4 separate regions of the Sus scrofa genome follow, and all the other regions are linked to region 2. Evidence: chromatin contacts called from public Hi-C and HiChIP or PLAC-seq data. All regions are on one chromosome and are shown on one strand. The core of a region is the stretch at or near the end of the contact, and the rest is flanking DNA. Distances in the headings are between cores, read along the strand shown.

Evidence for each region. A called contact is a pair of places that touch in the nucleus more often than the background predicts. HiChIP or PLAC-seq counts read pairs in DNA pulled down with a chosen protein or histone mark.
Region 1: a Hi-C map of embryonic fibroblasts shows a contact between it and region 2, with 4 times the contacts expected there. The contact joins two enhancer-like sites. A contact is called at or near these places in 2 of 47 Hi-C or Micro-C datasets (embryonic fibroblasts and fetal skeletal muscle) and 1 of 2 datasets of contacts at active chromatin or transcription factors (skeletal muscle).
Region 3: an H3K27ac HiChIP or PLAC-seq map of skeletal muscle shows a contact between it and region 2. The contact joins the promoter of MKLN1 here to the enhancer-like site in region 2. A contact is called at or near these places in 2 of 5 promoter capture datasets (both in liver), 5 of 47 Hi-C or Micro-C datasets (brain, embryonic fibroblasts, fibroblasts and 2 more) and 2 of 2 datasets of contacts at active chromatin or transcription factors (alveolar macrophages and skeletal muscle).
Region 4: a contact with region 2 is called in an H3K27ac HiChIP or PLAC-seq map of skeletal muscle. The contact joins two enhancer-like sites. A contact is called at or near these places in 1 of 47 Hi-C or Micro-C datasets (skeletal muscle) and 2 of 2 datasets of contacts at active chromatin or transcription factors (alveolar macrophages and skeletal muscle).

The regions. Positions count from the first base shown.
Region 1 is chr18:17,772,328-17,779,565 of Sscrofa11.1, forward strand. All of the region lies in intron 2 of MKLN1 (muskelin), which reads right to left. LOC106506781 (a long non-coding RNA gene) reads left to right here. Exons shown (of 12, transcript XR_002340361.1): 7 at 2,328-2,439. Among named protein-coding and RNA genes, the nearest start is that of MKLN1, 57 kb to the right of the region's middle. Within about 2 kb of position 4,189, at least 6 of the 83 cell types and tissues checked have an H3K27ac peak or open chromatin away from gene starts, as enhancers often do. A contact at or near this core is called in embryonic fibroblasts, where this site is marked.
Region 2 is chr18:18,025,877-18,032,811 of Sscrofa11.1, forward strand. LOC110257572 (a long non-coding RNA gene) reads left to right here. Exons shown (of 3, transcript XR_002340372.1): 2 at 1-4,957; 3 at 5,575-6,935. Among named protein-coding and RNA genes, the nearest start is that of MIR29B-1, 10 kb to the right of the region's middle. Within about 2 kb of position 3,940, at least 37 of the 83 cell types and tissues checked have an H3K27ac peak or open chromatin away from gene starts, as enhancers often do. A contact at or near this core is called in brain, embryonic fibroblasts, liver and 1 more, where this site is marked.
Region 3 is chr18:17,828,768-17,835,252 of Sscrofa11.1, forward strand. It overlaps MKLN1 (muskelin), which reads right to left and starts at 3,752. Exons shown (of 19, transcript XM_021078931.1): 1 at 3,617-3,752. It overlaps LOC106506781 (a long non-coding RNA gene), which reads left to right. Exons shown (of 12, transcript XR_002340361.1): 8 at 5,007-6,102.
Region 4 is chr18:17,868,424-17,875,181 of Sscrofa11.1, forward strand. The region is part of intron 9 of LOC106506781 (a long non-coding RNA gene); the gene reads left to right. Among named protein-coding and RNA genes, the nearest start is that of MKLN1, 39 kb to the left of the region's middle. Within about 2 kb of position 4,453, at least 20 of the 83 cell types and tissues checked have an H3K27ac peak or open chromatin away from gene starts, as enhancers often do. A contact at or near this core is called in skeletal muscle, where this site is marked.

The sequences.
Region 1 (7,238 bases), core at 2,939-5,438, 250 kb before region 2:
GAGAGCCCTACAAAGGAAGAAGTTAACTTTAGCTTTAAAAATCCTTTTATCCTCCATGATTTTGATGGCTTTAAATTTGTCACCTGAATGTGATATTAACATAATCGTCTGCATTTCAGCTAATGAATGCACCTGCTTCTAGGACTTTATTTTAGCAGTTTTAATGAGCTTTTCAAAAGAGTTTGCCTGGACTCACAGCACTGCTAGAGAAATAGCAGCTGTAAGCAACTAACAACACATTCAGTATTTGAATCAAGCTCTGTGAAGTTGTTAAACTTGAGAAGGAGCATCTATCCATCTGTCTGTGATAAGGGAAATGAAGTTGAGATGTAGCTGTGGCATTTGGAAAAGGCGCTAGAGTCAGTGGGGCTGGCCAGAGATGGTTATTCCTTCTTGGCTATAATGCACAGATCCCAAGCAATTTATTTAAGCTCTCTAAATCCCACTTTTTCTTCTATATAGTAATGGTACCCACCTTACAAGCTCATTGTGATGATCAAATGCCTCATTTGTTGTAGGCATTCCATCATGTTAATTTTTATTATAATATTGTGTTTATTATTAAGTAGATGTGACGTTAGGTGGATCAAGCACATTCTTTTGATTGGCTGTAGGTTTGTAAGATAGCTCTATGGTGAATAATTGCTCACTGAAACGTACGATAAGAAGAAAACAAAAACTGATCTCTTTTACTTAATAATCAGGGTGTCTATTTCAATGCCAAATCACTGTGCCATTTTTGAAAATCTAGAAATTTTAAGTTCCAAATCTCTAAATAATCCTGTAGGCCATTTAGAATTTCTAAATATTATGTAGATATTAGGATACTAGCATAGGTATTTACTTTTAATATATATTTTAATACTTTTTATTTTATTATCAAATTCATTTCATGCTTATTACACTCTGATTTCAACACTACATTTTCATCACGGTAATCTTCCTTTTTTCCCCCCATATGCTCCTGTGTACCTTAATTTGAAAAGTAAGTAGTAATAACCATCCAAAACTCAATTGAATGGAAAATGAAAAATAGGACAAATGTTGCTTTAAAGATGCACATAGCAGATAAATTACAGCTCAAGTGGAGGTAACACCATGGAATAAAGATGATACAAATTTTGATCTCTCTCTCTCACTCTCTCTCTTGCTCTTTCTCTGACTCTTTCTGAAAAACAGGTAGTACAAAGGTGAGAGAGCTGTTAAGAAAAAGGAAAATTTTCCTATTCCCATTTTATTTTATTTCAATAAAAGTGAGACAGTGACTCTGGCTGGGATGGATGTAATTTATTTTCCAGCTCCCTTTTCCCCATTATACCCTTCTGGCCAACAGTATTCCCTCAGTAATTGGAGCTAGGTCATCAGTGTTTCCTCTCTACATGCCATGATGCTGGAGAATCACTCAGGAATCTTCGCCAGCTTGTTCTAGGGTTTTCTCTGGAAAAGTATTGAGTTTTAGAAACCACCAACTTGAATCTGCTGGAGTAAGCAGATTTCTGGGAACTATTTGCATCCCTGCATTTCAAAAGATCCCCTTTATTCAGACTTGCATAAAGCATCTTTCCAAAGGACATTCAGTTCTTCTCTTAGACCGTAGCATTGTAATCTGAGAAAACAACCCCAAGGGAGCTCACTTCCAGCTGCCCTTTGACTGTGTTTTGCTGGGCTCACACTGATGAAGACCTGTTGTCTATGGCCTGGCTATTCAGAGTGGTCCTCAGAAGGGCACCACTGAAGGGCAGCACCAGCATCAGCTGGGAACCAGTTAGAACCACAGAGTCTAAGGCCACATCCCATACCTACTGAATCAGAATCTACAGCTTAGCAAGATTCCCAGGTGATTCAAATGCGCATTTAGGTTTAAGGAGCAGTGGTGGAAAAGATCTGTCTGGGATTGCGTTTTTCAGCAACAGAACACACACCATCTCCTGTTCCAAAGTGGTATCCTTTCACTTTCCACTTCCAGTTTCCAAACAGATTTCTCTGCAGTGCTCCTGGGTAAATTATCTCTATTTTGGATGAGTTCCCAACCACGGGTCTTGGAGTGATCTGCATTTCTCTGGTTCAGGTGGTCAAATGTGTATCTTAGCACAGCCTCCCACTAGCCAAACCATACCCATTCCCCTCCAAGTCATCTTGCCCTCCTTATTCCCATAGCTGTAGTGTTACCATGTTCATAAATTATTGTTAAAGAAGGAAATTACCAAAAGAAAAAAATTGTCTCTATAAACCTGCATAGTTTAGAGCTAAAGAATATGTTAAAATTTTCCATTGTGGAAATTTCCCAGCTACTGGGCTCTTTAGATTTTTTTTTTTTTTTTTTTCAGAGCTACAAGCAAGAATGGAAATTTCCAATTGCAGCATCAAGGGCTGCTGTTCTGCTGACTGTCTTGCTCAGCCGGGGTCATCTGCTTCTCTAAGACATCAAGGAATGCCAAGGTAGGTCTGAGAGAACACACACACTTCCTCTGCAGGAAGGAAGAAATGTCTTCACATTGCCTCCAAGCCGTGACGAGGAGAGGGGTAGGAGAGGTGACATGCCCTGCTCCATCCACCTAATTTTGTTGATTGTTAACCACCTTTCAGCAGCTCATCCTATTTGACATCTTTCCAATCGCAGCTGCCTGGCAGGTCTTTTTTTTTTAAGAGATCTCGAAGGTAGGTGGGAGCTACAAAGGGAAAGAACCAACGTTTGCTGAGATCTTCTAAGTACCCCACCAGGTACTTTATATATCACTTCACCTTCCGGTGACCTGCCCAAGGTTAACTTCTGATTTTCTCCACACCACATTTGAAAGCTTCATTTGGCCTTCCTGAGACAGCTTTACCTCCTCCCCATCCCCCCAAGCCTCCCAGAGACTGGTCATCTTCAAACATCCTGGAAGTTTTGTCCCCACCTCTTCAATAATGTCAACAGCTCGGTTCTTTTTCACCGTATCCAATTGAAATAGATTTCCCTTCACAGCTGGTCCTGATGTCTGAGTCAACAGGCATCTAATAGTTTCCTAAATTCTGTCATATTCCTCCCCATGTACTACTGCTGCTGCAACAGAAGTCTGAGGGTGGCAGCTCCTGGAAGGCCACGTATGAATGTGTCAACCTCTTGAGAAAAAGGCCGAGCACCCTGGCTGGCTCTCAGCCAGAGAATGTTCTCAAACCTAGGTTGTGTGGCTTTGTTTGAAATGTTGGGAGTTTTGCTTTTATTTATAATGTTTTGCCTCTTTTTTTTTTTTGAGTTTTGGGAGATTATAAATAGTATCTGAACAGACTCTAAGGAGCAAGGGCTACCTATGTTTTCTTCTTACTGGTAGCCCCGGGTACCAGGCAGAGCACAGTTAAGGAGGATTTCTGACATCGTCGTTGTTCTTTATACTTAATACTATGTATTACGGTGTTTGGTAATAATGAAGATATTCCAGCAATAACTTTTCAAAAATCATCACAGCTAGGGAGTTTTTAAAAGACTATTGATGCCATGTTTTCAATCACATCCATATCCACAGAGAGCAATGTTGCCTTTGAATACAGTGACCAATTTTAACCCCACTTGATATGTGGGGGGGAGTGGGAATGGTCAGCAAGAATATTGCAGGTCCGTAATCCCAAAGGCTAAGGTTTGGTTTAGCCCTTGGTTACTTCTGTGATAACAATCTTCCTTATCCCCTCAACCCATTATGACTGAGTCTGATTCCCTGGTGAAGTTCATCAAGATGATATTTTAATGGGGGACTGGGCCTCATAGGAAGCCTCTTTCTGACAGGCTTCTTTCTACTCCTCTGCATCTGTCATTAGCAAGAAGATATTGGTCCTCTTAGCTGAAGACAATGATGATTCATATCTGTAGGTGGGGCTGAAAAGACGTATGATGAATACTCCTTTCCACTTTAGACCACAGAGATGACTTTTTTAAAAAATTTATGGTTGGAATACATGCAGGTTTAGATGCTGATTGATTTCAATCGTAGCCCCTGTTCTCTCCCTCCTCTTTCCCTACCCTTGCAATGTGACTTTGCAGCTCCTCCCTTTAAGACTTAGAGTCTTTCACTACACCTTGAATCTAGGCTGGCCGTTTGACTGGCCTTAGCCACTGGAATGCAATGCAAGTTACAGTGTGTGAGTTCCAAGCCTAAACCTCAAGTGTGCACTTCCACTTTCTTTCTTGGAAACTGCCTTTGCTTAGTGAACAAGCTCTGGCTAGCCTGCTGGAGGACGAGAGATCCTATTGGGGGCGGAGAGGAGCTGTCTTAGCTGAAGCTATCCCAGACCAACCAGCCCAGAGCTAACACACCAGCTGACCACAAATGAATTAGCAAGCCCACCAAGATCAGCTGGACTCAGGTGAGATTATCAGAGCCATTCAGCCAATTTATAGTCTCATGAAAAATACTAAATGGTGGCTATTTTAAGCCACAAATGTATAGTTATGAAGCAATAAGTAACTAATACATATAACCAATCTTTTTTTTTCCTGATTGCCAGGAAGTTCAGAGTCAAATTTGAAGACCAGCCCACAGAATCTATATTCATTCATTTATTCATGTTTATTTTATGGCTAAAATATTTGCAATCGTCTCTCTCCTTGGTAGTAAATTTAAAAAATTTAACAACCTATTGTTTGCCATGTTGGTTCTAAATCCAAATCAATCCCTGTTTTAAATATTTAGGTGGATTTTACTTATCAAGATTAGAAGAGATGACTCTAGAGCAGGGTTGGCAAACATTTTCTGTAAAGAGCCAGCTAGTAAATATCTTAGACTTTGCAAGCCATACAATCTCTGTCATGACTACTCAACTCTGCCTCTGTAGTGCTGGAGCAGTTCTGGACTACATGTTAACAAATGGGAAGGGCAGTGTTCCAAAAAGCTTAATTATCCAAACAGGTGGTGGATAGGATTTGGCCCTTAGGCCACAGTTTGCTACCCCCGATCTAGAGCAATCTATGTGCCTGTGCAAAAACATCTTCACCTTGGAGTTTCCGTCATGGCTCAGTGGTTAACGAATCCAACTAGGACCCATGAGGTTGCAGGTTTGATCCCTGGCCTCGTCAGTGGGTTCAGGATCCAGAGTTGCTGTGATCTGTGGTGTAGGTCGCAGACACGGCTTGGGTCTGGCGTTGCTCTGGCTCTGGCGTAGGCTGGTGGCTACAGCTCCGACCCCTAGTCTGGGAACCTCCATATGCCACGAGTGCGGCCCTAGAAAAGACAAAAAGACCAAAAAAAAAATACAAATTCATCTATACCATGATCCCCTCAACTTTATTTTGTCTCAATTACTTTGAAAAAACGGACAAATTAAGTGACTTGACTCCTCTATCAGAAGACAAGAAGGGGCTGACTCTAAAGCAATGCTTTATAGACTAACAGCATTTGTACCAGGGCAAGTATTATACCAAACAATTTAACATTCCCGAGCCACTTAGTCCATAACTGGTTACTTAGTTAATGTTGAAGGCCAGAGTGACACATTCGATGTCTCATTTGTTTTGTTTCACTTCCCAGCCTCTAATATTCGTTTAACAAATGCACCCTGTATGTCACAACGAGGATGGGGCTCCAGTCGTACTTGCCTACTCGGAGCTCCCTGAATGTATTGTGCTATTTCACGCCTCTCTAGCTCTGCACACAATGTTCCTTCTGCCTGGAACACACTTAGCCCTCTTCTCTTACTGGCTAACGCCCACTCGCTGATCAAAACTCAGCTCAATGATACTGCCTCTTGGAAGACTTCCCTGAGTGCACCTCCACCTCCTCACCCTCAGCCTCCTGTCTGCACACTCAGTCTCAGCATTTATTCTACAAAATTAATAATTAAAATAGTTAATAATGCTTATGTGGTACCAGGTACTTACTATGTGCCAGACACTTAAATATAGTCATATAACTGAAATTATCAGTGTATTTGCCTATTTCCCCAATCCAATCATACATTCAAAAACATATTGAGTGTCTCACAACTCTTATGCTAGGCAAAAAGAGAGAAATAAAACACAAGCCTATACTATAGAATAGAAGCCCATTGAGGGCACACTGTGTCTTATTTGTCTTTACTTCTTAACACCTAGGAGTGTCCAGAGCAGAGATTTTAAATGAATATTGGATGAATAAGTGAATGAATGACAATAGCTAACACTCATACAGTACATAATATAAGCCAGGCAGTGTTCTAAGCTCTTTACATTTCTAAACTCATTTAATTTTTAAAATGACTTTATGGGGTAGCTAGTATAATTATTACCATTTCATATTTGGGGAACTGGAGTCACAGAGAATTTTTAAGTAACTTGCCCAAGGTCACACAGACAGTACGTGACAGAACTGGTTCCAGAGTCCACGCTCACAACCACTGGAGGAAATGAAAGCTTGAGTGACTCAGCATCCATCCATTGCCACTCCTGAAAAAGTAACTCAAAGGATGTATCTTGAGGACATGTGTGGTCTGGTGGTAGCAGTTATGTGCTTGAGCCTAGGAGTCAGGTAGAAGCACGTTCACATTTGCCCTCAAGTGCTCAGTGTAAGTGACCAATGTTGTTGGAAGTGTTGATAGTGCCTCCAAAGCCCACCCTCCCATTGGAGTTGAGAATGCGTTACAGCTGTATTCTCAACTCCAAGCTGACTCCTCCCACTGCCCTCTCTTCCTCTCAAATGGCCATGTATTGATGCTTGAAGGATGACTTCAGTACATCTTTGCAGCAAGTTACTGCTCTTTTGACTTTCCTAGTGGCAAGCAGCGTTATACAGTAGATCCCCCTATGCTGGTCTACCCCAATGGACACTTAAGCAAACTAGCCTTTTGAAGAAGACTACCAAGGAATGTCCAGAATGCTGGTCAACCTGGTTGGCCATGTGCATTTTTTTTTTTTCCAAGATTGCTGTCAGTCACTTGCTGATGGATGGCTTTGGAAGTCCCCATGGAACCTCCCCAAGGCAATATGCTCCATGGGGAAGACACAGACAGGGACTGGCCTGCAGCTGTCTCTGAGGACAGGCTTACTCTGGTGAAAAAGAAGGGACACATTTCCAATAGAATTTTGCTTTTAACAAAGACATAGGTTTGGAAAGTTTTAGGTTTACACATTAGGACATTAGAAAATGAAAGTGACTACAGAGTCTCCACAGACCCTTGAAATACACGATCCCTCGGAGTGTAAAACAAATGTGCCCATTTTCCTGTCTCAAGGCAGTTTTCTTCAAAATGTTAGACTCTCCCCTTTTACTCCCTTTGCAATTAGGGAACTAGGA
Region 2 (6,935 bases), core at 2,690-5,189:
TCACTGAGTGTTCCTCTTGGGTGTGACGGAGCTGGGCCGAGAGTAAAGGCACGCAGCCGGACAGTGCAGGTGGAAAGGTGCTCCATCACCTGTCACCTCTCAGGGCAGCCCCAGTCCCCTCTCCTCCTGCCCAGTCGGTCATCTTTGAGCATGCTTCAGCCACACCACTCTCACTCGAGGCGCTTCTGTGGAAGAGTTCCAGCTTCTTTACCCTGGCTGTCCGGACTCTGTCCACCTGGACCACACACCATTTTTGACATGTGCCCTAGCTAGCGTCCATCGTCTAGGACTCAGGAATTATTTGTTGATGGTCTTAACTACTAGGACTCAGGAATTATTTGCTGATTTGCTTAACTACTTACTGACAGACAGTATGGCAAAAGCGCATCCTGAAGTGTCCATTAAGACGTATGCTAAACCAACTATACTTTAGTTTTTTGAAAAGAGCAAGGAAGGAGAAAAGACGTGAGCTTCCGACCATCTGTGGGTTTGAGGCGCAGTGCTGGCCGCAGTGCCCATTAGAGAGCTCTGTGCCTGCACAGAGCTGACAGCCCAGCCGGGGAGGAGACGGGACAGTGCAGGCCACGCTAGGGAACCAGCAGCAGAAATGACCGTGTCGCAAGGCAGTGTGTGGTTAATGGCCAGACACACGGCTCAAGAATGAATCGTGTAGGTTCTCCACTCCAAAAGGACAGAAGCCAGCCTGGCCGCCTGTTGACCCACGTCACACAGCACAGGTACCCTGCCAGTCGCGCAGAACCCACCCCCCTGACTCCAAAGCTACAGAAATACTGAAGAGAATGTGCCGTTTGTCTCTGTAGCGCCCACATTCCCTGAAAGACTCTCTCCTCCCCCCCTCCCTTCCTTGTCCAACTTTGTCCCTCCTTTGAGAGGCTCCTCTTCCTTTCAGAGCAGCCTAGAGACCCTGAGTACAGCCTGCTGACCCTGCAGGCAGCTTCTGCCATGGAGTGGAGGGCGGTGCTCGTGCGCTTCTGTCCTGTGAGGGACGTGCACCGCCGCAGGGACCGTGTCTTTTCCCTCCAGCACCTGACGCTCTGCGACATGGAGCACATGTCCCTTAAGCGTTTGTCATTGACCGAAAGGACTTAACACGTTAGAGGGGCTGAGTAACATGGGTTGGCTTTATAGGGTTAAGACATGAATGCTGTGAGTGCAGAAGAGGGTGACAAGCCAGAGTGGTCCAGGGAGACTCTGCAGAGCAAGCAGGGAATATTGGGCTGGGCCTGGGAGGCTTCGTACATTTAAAATGGGCGGAGAACCCCAGGTGGAGTAGCTCTGTGCCTGTGATTGCTGCCAACCCAGCTGGTCTCTCGAAACAGGAAAACAGACCAGAGGGAGGGAGCCCTGCAGAGCCAGGCAGTGGGGGCAGCTTGTTTTAGTTGGAGCAGAGGGTTTGTCTAAAGGAAGGAGAGAGAATGCCCTGGCAGAAGGATGGACTTAGGATGGATTTAGGTGGTGGAAAGACCTCAAATGCAGCGGGGTATCTTGTCGGCAGCGGGCGCTGTGGATTACTTTTGACAACCACAGTGACCTGATGGAAGTGGTGTGGAATGTGGGAGCTGCCCTGTGGCCCTGCCCTCAGTTTGCATCACAGCCCATGGTCCAGGTGGTCACCACGATGCTTAGGACCCAGGTGTGAAGCCCCTCGACTGCACAGCGCTTCACCTTGCGGGGCTGGACCTGCCGTAAACAGCGGCTCTCCTTCCGGCATTGCCCTTGACCTGGCTCTGAGCTGTTGAGGCTTTGGGTCCATTCAGCTCTGTCCTGTCCCTCCACCCTCGTGACTGGCAATGACCCGGAAGGGGGCAGCACCCCCGCAGCAGGTGGCCTCCAGAGCTGAGTCACTGCCCTGGGAATGGTGCCCTGGTGAGGCTGGCTCAGGCAAATGGGCGAGCTCTCCGCCCTGGCAGAGCCCAGAGCCCAGGAGAAATAGATTCCTTGTGCATCTAGAGGCATCACTGAGCTGATAAGAAAGTGAAGTAAAGGCAGCTGGAGACCCAGAAGCAAACTGTCCCAATGATAGTTTCTAGCTGGGTCTTTGGCAGAGTCCAAAGCATTTTTCTCACAATTAAACGTACGGGCCGTGGTTGTTTTATTTGAACACACCAAAATTATCCATTTACGGATACCCTTAAGAATGGAATGCAAAGGAGTTTAAGATAATGTCTTAAGATTCTTTTTGACCTTGTAAATTACAAGCGCTTAAGGAATGAGCTTAAGGATTAAAATGATCTGGAGAGTTATTCTTGGAAATTAATAAATGAAGTTTAGGTCTTTTTTTTTTTAACACGTTTTCTTTATCATTCCTAAATACTCTGATGGATGTTGTTTTTTGAAAATGATCCTGCTTTTAATTCATCACAGAGAAGATAGAAATATAGTGTTGCTTTTGAAAGGAGGGTTTTTTGGGTGGTTTTTTTTCCCCTAAGTCTGGCTTGTTTACTACACCAATGAATAGAGATGACCTCAGTCTGAAAAAACAAGCTAACCATACTCTCTCTCCTTGCCTGGCAAAAAAGGCCTTTATCAAGTAGCAAAAGACAGCAAGTCAGACCACCAAGTCATCATTTTAGCTGATTAGATTTTCCAAAAGACAGAACAGTAAGCTCTCCACGTTTTCACTGCTGAGCAGTGGCTCTTGGGAAATACTCCCAACTCAGTTTCTGTAAAACCTTAAAAAGTCTGGTGACAGTTACTCAGACAGCTGCCCGAATGCAGATGCTACAGATGTGGTTGCCCATGCCCTCGCCCCTGTGAGATTTCAGAATGGGAGAAAATAGCATCACGTCTCTTGCTTTTTGAGTACGAAATTTTTTAATTAAAAAAGAAAAAAAAAAGCCGAATTCTTTGTTCCTTTACACGCCCAGTTAATTCTCTGCAGCAGAAGTGTCCCTGGGGGCCCAAACCCAGTCATCTTCTCGGGCAAATGGCCTTGAGCGCCGCGTGTCTGCGTGCTCTCACTGTCCTGGGGTGGTTTTCAGCAAGTCCCTGGACCTCAACTACTTAGTTCCCAAAGATGCTGTGAGCCTGTGACTTGGAAGTTGGGTTTTTCTCTGTTATGTTGTTTGTTTACTTTCCATGAGCCACACAGAAATCTGGTTGGACAGTCGAAGGGTTCCCACTTTCTCTCCGGGGAAGAATTCAAGCGGATTCTACCAGAGACCAGAACCATATCCTGTCTCCTACAACCTTTGTGGTTTCAGATCAATAGGAGGCCAAATCGAAATGCATTGGAAGTTCAATTGACTTTAGAATCCACTCCAGTCCAAAGAATCTCTAGATTCACTGCATTTGGGCGTGTGGTTTGGGGAAAGAGGATTTTTTTTTTTTTTTTTTTTTAAAGGAGGGTAGCTTTATTCTTTATTTTTTGACCTATGTGGGAAGGGAGAACTGACCTGATTTGGGGGAGAGGTTACAAAAAAGTCAATCCCGGTGAAAGACTGGTGAGCATTCTGCCCCCACCTGAGGACGGCCTGCGCCTGTGAAAAAGCCGGGGAAGGGACCGACATGACAGCGTTGACGCATCCTGGCGTCAGAAGGCCTTAGGGAAGCTCTCAGGCCCTGATGAGTTAAAAAGGCAGAGGCAGCCAGTCAGCGAGTGCCCGCCTGGGCACGGATTTGTTTATCCTGCCCTTCTGAAGTCAGAGCCAACATTCTTCATGGCTTTGAATGATCCGGAATGTTTCTCTCTTGGCAGGGCCGGCTTTGCACACACGGGCGTGTGTACGACTCAGGCCCCCGAGATGTGGGCCAAAGCAGAGCCAGCCTCAGCCGAGGTGTCGCATCTCAGAATCGTCTTGTTTTAGAGCAAAAGGGAAACTGTCACACACAGCTGCTTGTGTCAGAGATGGAGAGACCGAACCTGGGTGGTGGTGGCCAGAGGTCACGGAACTGGAGGAGGGCCAGCGGGAGCCAGGCCGCCCGCCTCTGACCGCACGGCTCCTGTCCAAGCCCGGGAAGAGGCTCCAGGGCGCCCTTGGCCTCCCAGCGGGAGAGGCCGCTGCCCTTTGAGGAATGCTTAGAAAATGACTTGGGTCAGAAAGGAGAGCCTCATTTTTACAAAATGAAACAAATCAGTCATTTATTCGTCATAGGCAGCTTTCCCCAAACTTCCTTTGTCAGTGCGGCCAATTTATTAGCTCCTGGGCTCCCAGAAATAAGAAAAACACTGTCTCTATCTGTGCGCCAAAATGGGAGACTCGACCTACTCCCCCCCACTTTTCTTTTCTCCTTTTGTAGATGAGAACTAACTATTTCACGCTAGTTCTTAATAAAACAAACGCCGACTCCTTCCCGCAGGAGACAGAATTGAGCAATGTTCTGAGAACACGCTGTGCTCCTTGGGGCACTGAGTCAATGTGCTGTTTTAGAAGATGCTCCAGAAGCTTGGAAGTGCCTCTTGGGAGCGAAGCAAAAGGGGTGGAGCCGGGAGCAGTGACTCACCCTTCCTGCCTGGCGGCGGCAGGGAGCCTCCAGGAGCCTGGAGGAGAGGACTCAGGCCCCAGGAGTTCCCGCTGGGCCCACGCGCCTCCGTGTCCTCTGGCCCCACCACCTCTGCACCCATGAGAGCCGCGGAGGAAGCTCTCTCCTCCTGGCCCTCTGCCCGCCGCTTCCAGGAGCCCTGGGAGGACGATGTATCTGTATAAGGACAACCTCCTGAGCCGAGAGACGGTCACTTACCTGAGGAGGAAGAGCCAGTCAGAGCTCAAGGGCTGCAGGGGCCTTCCGGGAGGCGCTGGGGCTGCATCTATGGCTTTGTTGTTACCAGCGAGAAGCGAGTCCCTCAGTCCCAGTAACAGTAAATGCCAGCTGCCTCCCAGTCCAGGGAGACGGTGCCGCCGGGAAGACCAGCCCGTGACCAGCTTCTAGCATGACTTGAAGAAAAAAATCACCATGTTTCGTGCACCTCATCACCGGTGTTGCCTTCGTCTTTCAGGTGAACCAGCGCGGGGAAGGAGAAGTGCTTGGCGTGTCCCCCGCCCCGGCCTTTCCCGGGGATGGCGCTCCTGGGCCCCGAGCCCTCCCCGAGCTGCACAGAATGTTCCCCTAGAAAGGCCTGGGCCTTGGTTTAACTTCCTCGCATTCTTGAAAATTCTGGCTGTCTTGCATTTGTACGTACTTTAAAAATTGTCATCTAGCTAGTGTCTCAAATTTTAAGGCGTGAGTAAAATTCTTTTAGCAGAAAATTACACGCTTAGGGTATAGAAACGGAACTGAAAGCTGTGTACTCAAGGTTTTTGTATTCAAAGCGGACGCGAAGGCCCCTCCCCACCTTGTCAGGGGATCTCTCTCAGGCCCCTTTCCTGTTCGAAGCCCACTCCACTCCCCCCACCAGCCCCACGCCCTAAATGACCGCGGTCCCCTCCCCTGCGTGCGCACTGTGACACCTCCCCACCCCTCCGCTTCATTCCACAGTTGGACGGCCAGGTCACAAGGGCATCCACATCGTCTCCCTAGGGGGTGTTCTGGGGTGTCCAGCCCAGGGCTGGGTGCCTGCCAGGCCGTCAGTGAACGCCTGCCCACGGACTGTAACAGGTCTGTCTTTATCCACAGTGCTGGCTCTAACCGCGTGGCTGTTGGTTAACCCCTCCACGAGAGATGGACTGTCCCCCGGACGTGGCCCAAGTTGGTTCCATACACGCTGTTTTCCTTCGGAGCCCTTGTCACATCCTGTCGTCATCGGTTTGCTTACACTGGACTCACCTGCCTTGTTTGCTCTCGTGGCCTCTGAGCCTCATTCACCTCCTGGTACCTCATAATCTCGGTGAACCTGTGACTTGTGAACAGGTGCACGTGGCTGGAGTACCTCATCCCAGCTTCTGATCCTCTCTGTCTTTTCCTGGACTCGGACACCCTGGCTGATTTGCTATCCTTTCCTCCAGAGAAGCCCCCAGATCCACAGCTTCTACGCACTGATGCCCAATACTTGTCTTTCCTACCAATTTCCACATGCTGACTGTCACATCTATGGAAATGTTATCCAATGATTCTTCAGTGTTCCCCGTTCCCAGGAACAGGGGATGGGGAGTGGGGGGTACCATTTCTTGAAGAGCTAGGTACCTGTGCCTTATTTGAGATACTTACAGGTTCACGACTCTGAGAATCAACACTATTATTTCCACTTTACCAATAAAGAAACAAAAGCTCAAAAAAGGATCGAATAGCTTGTCCAAGCTGCGTAAGGAAAATCTGAATCCTGGTCTTTCCGATCTCAAAGCTTACACGGCTCGTCAGTCTGCCCCCAGTTTAAGCAGGCTGTTAAATCGGAGGTTGCTTAATAGCCCTTGACGTGAAAAAGGCAGCACACAGGTACTAACTCAGATAAGCTACTTCTTGGGAGGAAAGGGGGAGATCAGGCAAAGATATTATCGGTAGACCGATTCCAAGCAAGGATTGACAGAGGTCAGCCTCTAAAACCGTAAAGCTTCAAGAGGAAGACCATTAGCCCCTAAGAAGCCCGCCTTTGGGGCCCTCTGTGTCAGGGGGCTGACGGCGGGGGGTGGACGTCAACCCCTGACCCCTCTGGAGAAGGTGGCAGGAACCCCGTGAGTGAAGCCCGCTCACTGGCTGTCGCTCCCCCTTTTGGCGATGCTGGGAGCAGCCCGCAGCCCTGTGCTCAGGTGAGAGCAGCTGTAGAAGGTGCAGGTCTCCAGCGCTCATGGGAGGGGAGAGGCACGGCGCCGGCCGTTCGCGGGCGCTGTCAGGCTCACGCCCTCAGAGCTGAGAAGTCTCATTGCCGCCTCGGACGGTGCTCCTGACCCAGCCTGCCTGTGCTCCGTCTCCCCACCTGTAGGCGATGCCCGTGCATCGGAGTCTTTGCAGGCTGAGACCCAGGCCACAGGACCCTTCCCGGCCCCTTAAAGGAGAATCATGCTGCAGCGTGAGGTTTTGTCACCTGCTTGGACCAGAGGCTT
Region 3 (6,485 bases), core at 2,502-5,001, 200 kb before region 2:
TTTTTTTGTCATTTCTTGGGCCGCTCTTGCGGCATATGGATGTTCCCAGGCTAGGGGTCAAATCAGAGCTGTAGCCACTGGCCTATGCCAGAGCCACAGCAATGCCAGAGCCACAGCAACTCCAGATCCGAGACACGTCTGTGACCTACGCCACAGCTCACGGCAATGCCGGATCATTAACCCACTGAGCAAGGGCAGGGATCAAACCCGCAACCTCATGGTTCCTGGTCAGATTCGTTAACCACTGCACCATGACAGGAACTCCTCTCCCAGGATATTGAATATAGTTCCTTGTGCTATACAGTGGGACTTGTTTTTTATGGGTTTGATCCCTAGCCTTGCTCAGTGGGTTAAGGATCCGGCATTGCCGTGAGCTGTGGTGTAGGTCACAGATGCGGCTTGGATCTGGCGTTGCTGTGGCTGTGGTGTACGCCGGAGGCTACGGCTCCAGTTGGACCCCTAGTCTGGGAACCTCTATATGCTGTGGGTGTGGCCCTAAAAAGAGAAAAGACAGGAAAAAAAAATTCATCAGTGGTTCTCCCCTGGCCTTAGGAGAAGTTGAAACTTCTTAGGAAGACATAATTTTCATAATACAAGACCCTGCTGATCTTTCTGGGTTCTGCCGTGCATTCATACAAGACAGAATCTACTCCTTGTTGGGCACTGTCCTTTATCTTCAACTCTTTGGGTACACCTTTTTACCGCCAGGACTTAATACCTAGTACCTTCTTCGCCTGGACTGCCTTTCTCTTTAAATAATCCACTTGTCTGGATTATTTCTACTATGCTTCAAACCTCCTCTCTGAATTCATCTTCTATGGTTAGGGACCCTGTCTATGCCCAGTCAAGGTTAAGTGCACTTCCAATGAGTGCCCCAGTGGTTAACATCTCACCATCGTGTAATCACCTGTGCACTCATCTGTCTCCTTATTAAACTACAAGGTCCTTCAGAGCAGACTCTCTTAGTCAAATTTGTATTCCCAGTGTCTTGCACAATACCTGACACACATCAGGCACTCAAAGAGTTGGGTTTCAAAGTCAGATCTTTTCTCTCTGGCACAGACCTCACATTTCTTCATGCTACTTCTTAACATCTTGAACCTGAAAATTTCAAAAATCCGTGCTAGGTATATTTTTTGCCTATCACTAATTAAAATAAAGGCACATAGATTATTAACTCCATGAGGATTCAGTGGATCATTTATTTTCTGAAGAGCCCTTCTTCGTCATTCCACTATTTTGCTCATCAAAATAATGTGGGTTAACTAAATCTAAAATGATTGAAAGATCTTTCGGTACAGTTTTCCATTCTTTCTACCTCATCCTGTTACTTTCGCAACACCCCCAAACAAGCTGAGCGTAAGTTTTTTGGGAATCAGGTCCATTTTATTTGATTGTCTAGCAACTGACACTAAAACGTGATGTAGCAACAGCAAAACCATTTCCCATTGTCATTTCCTCTAAGATCTCTATGGATAGGTGTTAAAGTTTCAATGTCAAAATTTAACATTGCAAAATTCAGCTAAAATGGAAATGTTTATGTAGGGAGTTCAGTATAATCACAGAGTTTTGTATATGGAAGGAATATTAGAGATCTGTTAGCTCAGCACTTTTGTTAAGCTTCCATGAGGAAATGGACATGAGGAGACCTGTAATAGATCACCCAAGGTCACCCAGTCTATAAAATTCCCTGACTTTCAGTCAGCTGACCCTTCCTCAATGCCATATATACCCTTTTATTTTCCATCTAAACAAATTATCTACATCAGAACTTATCTAACTAGTTATATAGCGCTTATCTTTATGATAGTACCTTTGTGATATCCTTGTTATAAAAAGGAAGGAACTGGAAAAAAAAAAAAAAAAGCAAGGCTGTCTTAATCCAGGGACACGGGAGAAATGGTAAAAGAGACAATTAGTACAAAGAAATGGGCTCCTATTTGTCGTGTAGCCTTGTAATCACATTCTGTTCTCTGAGCGCCCCAATGCTAACCCAAGCTTATTTGTGCTTCTGGGGCCTGGATTCTATTCAATTCTATGCCATATTTAGTCTAAATGATTTCCCCAGCTTCAGTGTGTATTTTTTGAGCTTCATTTTAGAAATATCCTACTTAAATCTCCTTTCAACTTGAGTTTGTTTTAGTTCTAAGGCTCAGGAATGAAGATTCTGGGTAAGAGAAATAAAGATGATGAGTTTTTCTAGGCTTTACATTTCAAGAATGGCTTTCTCAAATAGCCACTGGCAGTCTGCTTTATTCCTCAAATGATGACGTTTTCCATGGGAATTAGAATTTAATTGGGATAATTTGTTTTCACAGAAAGCACAGATTTTCTTTCCAAGAGGATCGGTTTGATAATGTTTTACCAGCTAGTGCTATGAGACCAAATATAAACCGGTTCTGAGAAACAGGAAGTGAACCTGACTGGTCTAGTCTGTGTGTCCCTAGCAGTGACGCACATTCAGAAATCAAATTAGGAAAACAAGATATGTGGGTGTGAGGCAATCGATAATAATCCAGGATGCTACAACACAAGCGAGAACGCCTTTAACCAAATGCCATTCATTTTAATAACACCCTGAGAAGTTTGATTTCCACATAACATGCTAGTGATTAGAGAGCAGGATGAGCTTGAGTTCCCTAGCAACAGCATGTGCTTTTGAGACAGTCATTAGCCTTTCAGTTAATCCCGCCAACCCCTTACTGCTAATGTATGACTGACGAAGAAAAAAAAAAAAATGATGTTACAGAAAGTGCTTTGAAATTTCCAGGAGCAAAATGGAAAAGAATAATAATTTTTTAAAAAGTTGTCCTGAGAATTGCATTCAGGTAAAGAGGTAATGTTCCTCCAGCCTGCCTCTGTGGTCACTGTTCTCAGTTCCATGTTTCTGACTCCCCTCCCGGGAAAGGGCTAAAAGGCAGCAGAGGTGAAATTGTTCAGAGTTTAAGGCAGTCCCTTCATGGTCTGAAAGTGGGGGTCAATGGTGGGGCGGGCAGTTTGTGTAGGGTGGATGCCCAGAGAGGGCAGGGTGGGAGGGAACGCAAGGCAGAGTTTTCTTTCTCCTTTAAGTATAATCAATTACTCTGGTTGAAGAAGCTTGGGGAAGGAGAGTGGTAAAGAGAATGAAGCTATTTTTTCTATTGATTGTTTAATTGCACCAGAGGCTGTTTGTCCAAGGCCACTGGCCAAGACCATTATTTTCGTGGCTAAAGTGAGGTTGGGCAGGTTTCCATCCCCTTCCCTAGTTTTAAACAAGACAACCCATAAAGCTCAGCCAGGCTATAGGAATATGTGTATGTTGACTTTTGCTACTCAGCTGTACCCTAAAGCGCCAGGGCTGATGGGCTGGTGGTTCTCAAACCCTGAATCATTCATTGCCTCTAGCTCAGTCCTTGGTTCAGGATGCACAACTCCGTGAAGCCTGGGTCCACTGCAGGGTATTATTTGAATGGTAACTATTGCTGCTGGTCATCCTTATTACAGCCCGGGTTCCTTTCAGCTGGACACTGGGCTCCTTCAGTTTGGCTGGGGTGATTTCTAGTTCTCCCCGTTTCCCCACCTAACCCCCCCTTGCGCGCTCCCTTCCCAAGGCGACCACCTGCGCCACCCCACTTACCATCTGCCCCGCGGGGAGGGCCCCCCGGGGTAGCGGAGCCCTCCCTGCTCCCGGGCGGCTCAGGGGGAACTCGGTGTTTGCCTCCAGCCCTTCGCTACCGGAGAGATCAGGTTCCTCCCCTCCTCCCCCTCCTGCTCCGGCCGCCGCCGCCTCCTTCTTGCATGACACAGCAGAACCGCAGCTGCTGCAGCAAGTCCCAGCCATCCGCCCAGGAAGCGCCGCAACCGGGACTTGGGAGGGGCGGAGGGGGAACCAGGCAGGGGCCACCGTCGAAGGGGATTCTTGCCCCCACTTTGCACCATACACTCTTTTCCCAGCCCAGGGCCACAGGAACAAAATCAGGCTAAAGCCTATCAGGCCAAGCCCTTGAGGAATGCTGGGGTTCGGCGTCAGAAGGGATGGGACCTGAGAGAAGGGTGTGAAGGAGACCCCTGTAGAGGCAGGACATTGCGGGGAAAGAAGGGCAAGAAGAGGCCGAGAAGTCGAGGGCCAGACTGTGAAGGAGAATAAAGGAGGTCAAAGAGAGGTAAGGAGGTAGAGTTGCTGAGAAGGGAGACCTAACTGGGAAGGGGAGGAGGGGACCTGCTGGGGAAGGAGGACTGGGAGGCAGAATGTGGGGAGGCCTGAACTAAGTATCCAGGCAGTGCGGGTCTGAATTGGGAGGCAAAAACAGAAAAGGGGAAAGGGATGGAAGAATTAGGCATTCCATAGGGAGGGAAATATTGGGGGACACATTAAGGGATCAGAGGGAATGTAGTGGAGATCATGCATCATGGCTGATGAGGAAAACTGATGAGGTAGGAAGAGTCAGGGCAAAGCCCAAAGAGAGGATGCTCTTCCATCTCACTCTTCCGTTTCCTGTGAAGTTTCTTTTTATTCTGCCAATCCAACAGGGAATTGTCCTTATAAATGGAAAAGCATGAACTAAAACATAGAAAGAGCTGTTTGGCTTACATTTCCAGGATAAAATCCCAGGGTCCACACAAACTTTCAGGCAGAGATTTGGGATTGGGGGTTGTGATTCAATAACAGGAAGGCACTCAAAACGATGTTACAGTCTCCACACATAACTGGACTTGGTTGGGTCAAAGTGTTTGTTACATGCTTCAGTTAAATGCTAGAAATGACGACAAAGTTTTTGGTCAAAATATCATATAAAGGCATACACTTTTCTCTCTCTACACACACATATGTAAATCCATATGTAATTTCTAGTGTCTACTAGCATGGTCATTATGATTAGAGGAAAATGTGTTGTTCTGATTATTTGATTTCCCACCAAACCCATATACGCATGTTACAGCAGATCAGCTGCTTCTCACCATTTGAAAGAATGTGGTCAGAAAAGTAACACAAAAACTGCCACTATGGTTTTGTCTGTACCTTCCAGGTCGTATCTTCGTACCTCACTTCCTGACACAAACAAGTTTTTACTGTTGTCAGCAACAAAGCCCTAATATAGCTGTGGAAGAGAAGAACTGCATTGCATTTGCCTCCTGCAAGCATCATCAACACGGTTACCAGAGGAATTTAATTCCAGAAAAGCTTTAAAGCTGGTGTGATGGTAATTACGTATCAAATGCCTGATTCTATTTTTGTTATTATTGTTTTGTCATTTCTGATCTACCCAAGAACTGGCTGAACTCTCAGAGAGAAAATCCAGTTTTTCTTTTTGTCTTGGTAAAATTTAATAGAAAAACTGATAGAAAAACTCATTGCTCTTGGGGAAAATAAAGTAAGAGCCACGAAATGTCATTTTAACAGAGCGTGGGTTTTGTGAGTGTAGGAAAGGATTTAAGGACGCTCCTTCTGTTCGGTTTCCTATGTAATGAGCAAAGGCTACACGCACGCACAGACGCCACAGCTCCCGGATGCTATGGCTCCCTTATCTGGGCTTCTGCAGCGCCAGAAGCCTCTCCGGGATGCTTCGAGGGGCTCTTGGTGGGTGGTGGTACGAACGCTGCGGCCGCCGACACCGCCAGTCCTGCCGCTGCTGTTGTTGCTGCTGCAGTCACGTGGGAGGCCCTTTAAGTTTCCATAGAGAGGCCTCTCTGGTGTCACATGATGGACATGATATAATGAAACAACATTGTGGAGAGGAAAGCATTAGGGGAGCCCACGGCTACAAAAACAAGTGAGTGAGAAGAGGTGGGAGGAAGAGAAACTACGCCACCTCTCCTGCAGCTGAGCCGCGCGCAGCAGCAGCCCGGGGGAAGTGGGCGACGCCGGGGGGAAGGGAGACCGGGTCCCCAGCCCCAGCCGGGGGACCCCGCCGCCCACTGCCGAGAGAACAACTTTTAGCCGGCAGCCTCAGCCAGCACTGCACCTGTCTCCGAAGCCTCCATCGTTTCTCGTGATGGTCAAGGGGAAATTCTAGAAGAATATGCTCTACAAAATATACATGCGCATCATTTTCCCCCTTGCGTCTCACGCTGGAGGAAGGAAAGAGAAAGGGATTTAAGCAGCAGCGTGTCTTCAGCCCCAAGGTAAGTTCTGGGGGGTGGGGAAAGCCGGCTCAGCAGGACTTCGGGATGGGAATTTAGTTCTCCGTTTGGACCTCTCCGGGCGAACCAGGCGTCCCCTCGCTGCTGGCGAGGCGGAGGGCTCGATGGTCCAGCAGAAACATTTCCACTGTGGACTCTGTTATTTCCTCTTTCGCACGCCCCGCAGTCCCACCCTGGGACTTCCCCCGGCTCCTCGCCTCCCCCCGGAAGGGGCCGCAGGTCCCGGCCGGGATGTTCTGGAGCCGGGCGAGGGAAGGTAGGGGTTGTGGCGTTAGCCGGGAATGCCGAGGCGATTTCGCCATGTTTGTGTTGCTAAGAGCACTTTTTTCCCCTTTGAGGTGGCTTGATGCCACATGGCTCCTCCG
Region 4 (6,758 bases), core at 3,203-5,702, 160 kb before region 2:
TAAACTAAGAAGCCATTGTGGTGGTAGTTCTCAAACTCAGGAGTTTGGCTGACAATTAAAGATAGGTGGCTCTAAATATTGGAGGGTTTTTATGCACAATGAATGAAACCAATAAATAGTAATTTGGTAAATAATAAAGAAGTGGTGGAGGAAGTTCCCTCATGGCACAGAGGGTTAAAGATCTGGCATTGCTGCAGCTATGGCGCAGGTTCACTCCCTGGCTTGGAAACTTACTTCCACATGCCAAGTTGGATCCAGCCAAAAAAAAAAAAAAAAAGAGGAGTTCCCGTCGTGGCGCAGTGGTTAACGAATCCGACTAGGAACCATGAGGTTGCGGGTTCGGTCCCTGCCCTTGCTCAGTGGGTTAACGATCCGGCGTCGCCGTGAGCTGTGGTGTAGGTTGCAGACGCGGCTCGGATCCCGTGTTGCTGTGGCTCTGGCGTAGGCCGGTGGCTACAGCTCCGATTAGACCCCTAGCCTGGGAACCTCCATATGCCTCGGGAGCGGCCCAAGAAATAGCAACAACAACAACAACAACAACAACAAAGACAAAAAAGACAAAAAAAAAAAAAAAAAAAAAAGAAAAGAAAAACAAGTGGTGGAGATAGATTTCTTAGCTCACTATTTTGTTCAGACATTGTGGTTTCAACTTACTTAAATATCACTAAATTTTGACTATCACTGATTGTCCTGTCGTATACTTTTGTTCTTTAAAAAAAGTTACGTAGGAATTCCCATTGTGGCACAGAAGAAATAAGTCCAACTAGTATCCATGAAGATGAGGGTTCCATCCCTGGCCTTGCTCAGCGGGTTGGGGATCTGGCTTTGCTGGGAGCTTGGTGTAGGTCAGAGACGTGGCTTGGATCCCATGTTGCCTTGGCTGTGGCATAGGCCAGCAGCCTCAGCTCCAATTTGACCCCCAGCCTGGGAACTTCCATATGCCATTGATGCTGCCCTAAAAAAAGCAAAAAAAAAAAAAAAAGTTATGTAATATTTGATACATACAAAAGGTTATATATACTTCTATAAATTAACAAAACATTCTTAATACATTGAAGCTGCTGTGTGAGGAGGAGCTTAACTCGTTTACTGCATTATTACAGCTGACTGGACATTTTTTGGTCAATAATTGTAGATCAACTATACCTCAATAAAACTTGAAAAAATGAAAAAATATTTCTAGAATGCCACCTCTGTGTGTCCTGTGCAGCATCTGGTGGGGGCGTAGGACCTTTGTGGGTCAGTCGGTTCAATGTTTGGGCAGAATAGCTGAACACAGACCAGAGGGGTGTGAGGACAAGCTGGAACTCGCCAGCATTGGTGTCTGTCCCCACATCTAACCAAGAAAGACTACGGCTGCCGCCTCCTCCATCTGAAGTAAATTCCTTTTTTGGACAACGCTGCCTAAAGCCATTTATAGCTGAGGGTTCTGGGAAATGTAGTTCCACCTACATCAAGTTGCTACTTGTACTTCATGTACTTGTTTGTTGTATTGCAAACAAGAGAGACATTCAGAATTATTTCTGCTTAGAAGACATCAGAAGAGTTAAGATCTCAGAGTAGTTTAAAAATAGAATATAATTGGATTATGTCATTGTTTTCTTTTCCATTAAACCATATGTTTATTTTCAAAGCCATAAGATAACTTAAAGGAGTAATGTAACTTACCTTCTTCTATTGCAAGAAAGTATGCTTTTAATTTGATAAGTTGAACCTTATCTTAAAATTTTTTTTTTCAAAAACATTATCCCTTATGGTGCCATCTAGTGATAAACAATTGACTTTCTGTTTGTTGAAGATCACTCTTACATTTTACTGTAATATACTACATTTTTTGTCAATGCCGGATCCTTTAACTCACTGCACCAGGCTGGGGATCAAACCCATACTCCACGGTGACCTGAGCCACTGTATTTGGATTCTTTGTTTGTTTGTTTGTTTTTGTTTTTGTCTTTTTGCCTTTTCTAGGGCCACTCCCATATACGCTCCCGTGGCATATGGAGGTTCCCAGACTAGGGGTCGAATTGGAGCTGTAGCCGCCAGCCTACACCAGAGCCACAGCAACGCGAGATCCGAGCTGTGTCTGCAACCTACACCACAGCTCACGGCAACACTGGATCCTTAACCCACTGAACAAGGCCAGGGCTCGAACCCGCAACCTCATGGTTCCTAGTCGGATTCGTTAACCACTGCGCCACAACGGGAACTCCCAAGAAAAGATTTTTTTTTTTATCCTCAGATTTTTTTCTACATCTATATCTTCGTATGTAATGAGTCACAGTTTGTCCACTTACTTGATACTATTTGGGGAGGAAAATGTTTTTGTTTTTGAAAAGAATAGCATTATTTTAGAAATGTGATGTAGTGGAATGAACATGGGCTTTAAAATTAGGCAGGTAAGGATTTGTCTTTTGGGCCTTATTTTGTTATGATCTGTGAGGCAGTGTTCTAAGAACTTTATATGAATCCTTTACTGAATCATTAAAGATTCATGAAAACCCAATGAGGCATTTCACAAATAAGGAAACCAAGCCTCACAGAACTGGTGAATGTTAGGATGCTTATCTCATTGCTTTTCTGTTATTTATGTGTTTGTTTCTCTAAAACAGAGTGACTCTTTGCAGGAAGGTCTTATTATTCGTTTGTGTTTTCCCAGAACCTAGTACAGATCCATATGTCTTCAGTTCAGCTGGTGAATATTTGACTTTACTTTCTTTTTTGCTTTCAATGAAAATACAATAGCCACAACAAGAAAAATAGAAAATTTAACTGTTTAGATGAAATATCAGTGTTTTCTCTAAGTGAAAAAATATATAATTATTAAAAAGTATTATACAGTGAGAAACCCTAGGTTCTTGTCTCTGCTTGGCCACTTTTAAATCTAATTCTAATCTCAATTATACAAGCACAGAATCGAAAGAGTCCAGCAGTTGTACAAGGCTTGTTGCAAAACTCGGCAGTCCGCCAGCTTTCGCTCCACCCCAGCCCCTGCTCTCCCGAGTTCAGCTCTGAGACTACTTGTTTTGTTATTTACCTCCAAATCTCTAAATAGCATATTGCATTTTTTCCAGTTTTTAATTTTTTAGTCTTTGGGATACCTTTGACTTCTTATGCTGGAAGCAGAGGATTTATCTTTCTTATGCACCTTCTTTCTATGTGTAGAACCCTCCTCTCTTCTCATTATAATTATAATTAAATTTTGAGTAATAATCAATGTTTATGTTATTCTATGAAAACATTATTCATAGCTAAAGCAAATAATCCATGGTTACTTTTTCCTTCCAAAACAGCTTTTTGTTTTCCCTAGTCTCTCTTTAGAGAAGACTTTGTTTGCTTAGATTTTATGTATTTGTCACTTATTCCTCCCTAAACTCATCCCAAGATGTCTAAATATAGTTAGGATATGTGGCCTTGACCGGATTGTTTAGCTCTTCTGCCAAAATATTTTGTCATTTATGGTATGAAAGGTTCAGATGACATGAAAACTAATGCTGCTTATATCTCTAAAACTTTATGGTTGCATGAAACAGACATCTGGATATTTTGTGCTGATCACATCTCAGTGGACAGCAGTCCCAGCCAGCATACAGCCTTCCTCTCTGACTTGGTGGCCTTTTCTCAGGTTAGCTGGAGTGTCTCTGCTGCCTCCCAGAGCGGCTGTGGGACTCAGGGTCTGGCTGGAGGTAGAGTCCCACTTGTGTGTGACTGAAGCTATTTGGCAAGAGCTGTGTCAGGTATGCATAATGAAGTGGCAATACCCTCAGTCCAGCCAGGAGATCAGAGATGAGTAAAATTTACTTGACAGGTAGAAGCACTGTTAAGTTTTACAGGGAATAGTGGAGAAATAGAGTGAACAAATAAAGCTGCCAAGGGTGAAATAAAGACTAAATGGTTTACAAGATAGGAGCAAACATTAATTAAAAGTTTTTTGTCTTTTTAGGGCCACACCCACAGCACATGGAGTTTCCCAGGCTAGGGGTCTGATCGAAGCTGTAGCCACAAGTCTGCGTCAGAGCCACAGCAATGCCAGATCCGAGCTGCATCTGCAACCTACACCACTGCTCACGGCAATCTCAGATCCTTAACCCACTGAGCAAGGCCAGGGATCGAACCTGAAACGTCATGGTTCCTAGTCAGATTCGTTAACCACTGAGCCATGACAGGAACACCTAATTAAAACTTTTTTGAAACGAAAGTAAAACAGAAAGAACTCTTGGCAGTAGCTTCTCAGAGATTGTTATAGGAAATAATGTTGAGACATAAGCATGCAGGATCTAAAGACTGCTAGCTTTGTAGATGCTTTGTTTACCTGAGTTGTAGACATGTGAGTAGTGTCTGAGATGTTATTTCAGGAGATGTTGTCATTACTCTATGTATGTGTAGAAGAAAAGCTAGAGGACAGAAGGAGTGTGCTATTTTTATGAGCGTTTGCTACGGAAGCTGTCATTCTAAACGGCCAGCACTAGGAGGCCACAGACTCGAAGATTCTGAAGGACTCATGTTCTTGCACCTTTCCTGTTGGAGTTGAAAAAGAAACCTAAGGTAAAAAACCCAGTTGAAATGCTGGAAAAAACTTCTTAACATTTAGGATCAGATAAACTAGATTTAAAATTAGTCATCCTTATTTTCATAATGCAGTAATAAATGAGTCAAAATATGCAATGCACTTCTTTAGTGCTTGTGACATTTATTTGTAAATAAAATAAGCAAAGTATGTATACTTTACATATACATTTTAAAAAATTTGTGTGTCTGGTTATAAGTTCTTGAACCTCTGGATCTAGGCCCTGACTACCTTAGGCTTGGATGATTTTAGTGGCTTCCTAATTGGTCATTTCCTCCAGTCCAGTCTATTTATTGAAAACTATAGTTTTACATCAGAAATAATTTTGGTCCTGTGTGTCCTTTGACTAGAAAACTTTGGTAGTGTCAAATAGTATTTCAAATCCAAGCCTATTTTGTCATTTTTTCATTCAACAGATATATATGAGTGTCTTTATACAGCAGGACAGACACTCAGGGCTTCTGTCCTCACAGGCTTTTATATTGCTGTGCATTTTCTCAGTATTCTGCACGGAGACTCTCTTAGAGCTAAAAAAACACACCCACTCACCCCTGAAGTTTTACCCTTGTACCTTTAAACATAATCAACCTCTCCATCATTTTATAATCCCTTTCTTTCAGAACTGTCTCTAGTTATTTAAATTCTCATCTCCCTCTATGACTCTGTGATCCCCCAGCCTTTGTGGTACTTCATTCCCACTATATTAGTTTCATTTCTTTGTAGTTTTCTATATTAAAATTAAAAAGTTAAAATATGTGTATGCTATTGATTGAGAATAAGGTTGTGTTTCTTAGTATTTCCTATTAGTGCTAAATATAATGTTCTAAAAAAGGAAAATATTTTCTTAATGATGGTAGCACATCCTATTGGCTGCTTTCCTCTGCAACCTTTCATCACTCTTCTTTTCTAACAGAACCTCAACTTTTTTCCTCAAGAAACCACTCTTGTCTGCATGTCCTTGTATTTTAGGAAAGGTGGGCTGGGGTCCCAGCTACCAGCTGTCATGAAGGTTCCATTCTTGCCAGTTGATTGGTTTGAATATGAGCATGTGATCCAGTTCAGGTCTCTGAAATGGAAGAAAAGCCTATGGGCTTTCAGAAAGGTTCTCCTCCCTGGAAAAAAAAGTTTGCGACGGACATTCTGTCCCCTGTGGGTTGAGCTGGAAGGGAGCTGGTCCAAGCACCAGTCCCTACGCTAAGGATGGAGGAACAGAAAACAGGTTGAACTTGTGCCCTGGCTGGCATGATTGAGCCATCCTTTTTTGGGGGATTTCTTGTTGTATGAAAATAGTGAAGCTTGGGGTTTTTCTTTTATTTGCAGACAAAAGCGTGTAGCTCATTCCTCCCCCTTTGATCTCAGCTTCAATTCTTCCGTCTCTCCCAGCTCCCTGTACATCCCTGACAGAGACTTGCCATCCCATGTTGTGATGGGTCATTTACTTGTCGGTGCCACCACTAACCACAAGCTCTGTGAGAGCAGAACTTTCTCTTGTTTACAGTTGTGTCCTTAGGAACTAGCCTGGTGCTGGTTGCTGATAAGTTTTTAGTACCTGTGTTTATTCACATTATCCTGAAAGTAGACACAAGGTTCCTGGGACAGGGACAGGTTGTTACTGAGCTCAGTCACCTAAGCCAAGAGACTCTGAGTTTGTAACTCTGGAATGTCTCCACAACCCCGGTTTCTTCATCCTTCTGAAATGTAAACACCTACCTCAGGGGAGATTAGTCTTTTACTATCTATGCAGTCATTTTTTTAAGTTTGAAGGCTGGTCGTTAAACCCAGGTCCCAGTAAATTTCCCAGAAAGCTTTGACTGTGCAGAAGTAAAAAATATTCACTTCCTGACAGTGATAGAATAGGTGCTCAATGAACTGTTAAATGGTGAACAAATTAAAGGAATAAATTAACCCAGGGATTTCAACTGGGGCAGGGATTGGGGGTTTTAATGATGGAATGGGGGGAAAGTATAGCAGATGCATCTGGGGGAATTTTTTTCTCAATTGTATGATTCTCACTGCCAGATTCTAACCTGCTCCTGTTACTGTCACATTCCTTAGGCATTTAGGGTTTGGGGGCCAAAAAGGACGTGAGAACCTGAAAATAGTCGACCCCTGCCCTGTTTGAATCCCCTCTGCATAGCCTTTCCTCTTAAAGTTTGTAATGGAACCATTTGTCTTGACATCTGATCCAAAGCTA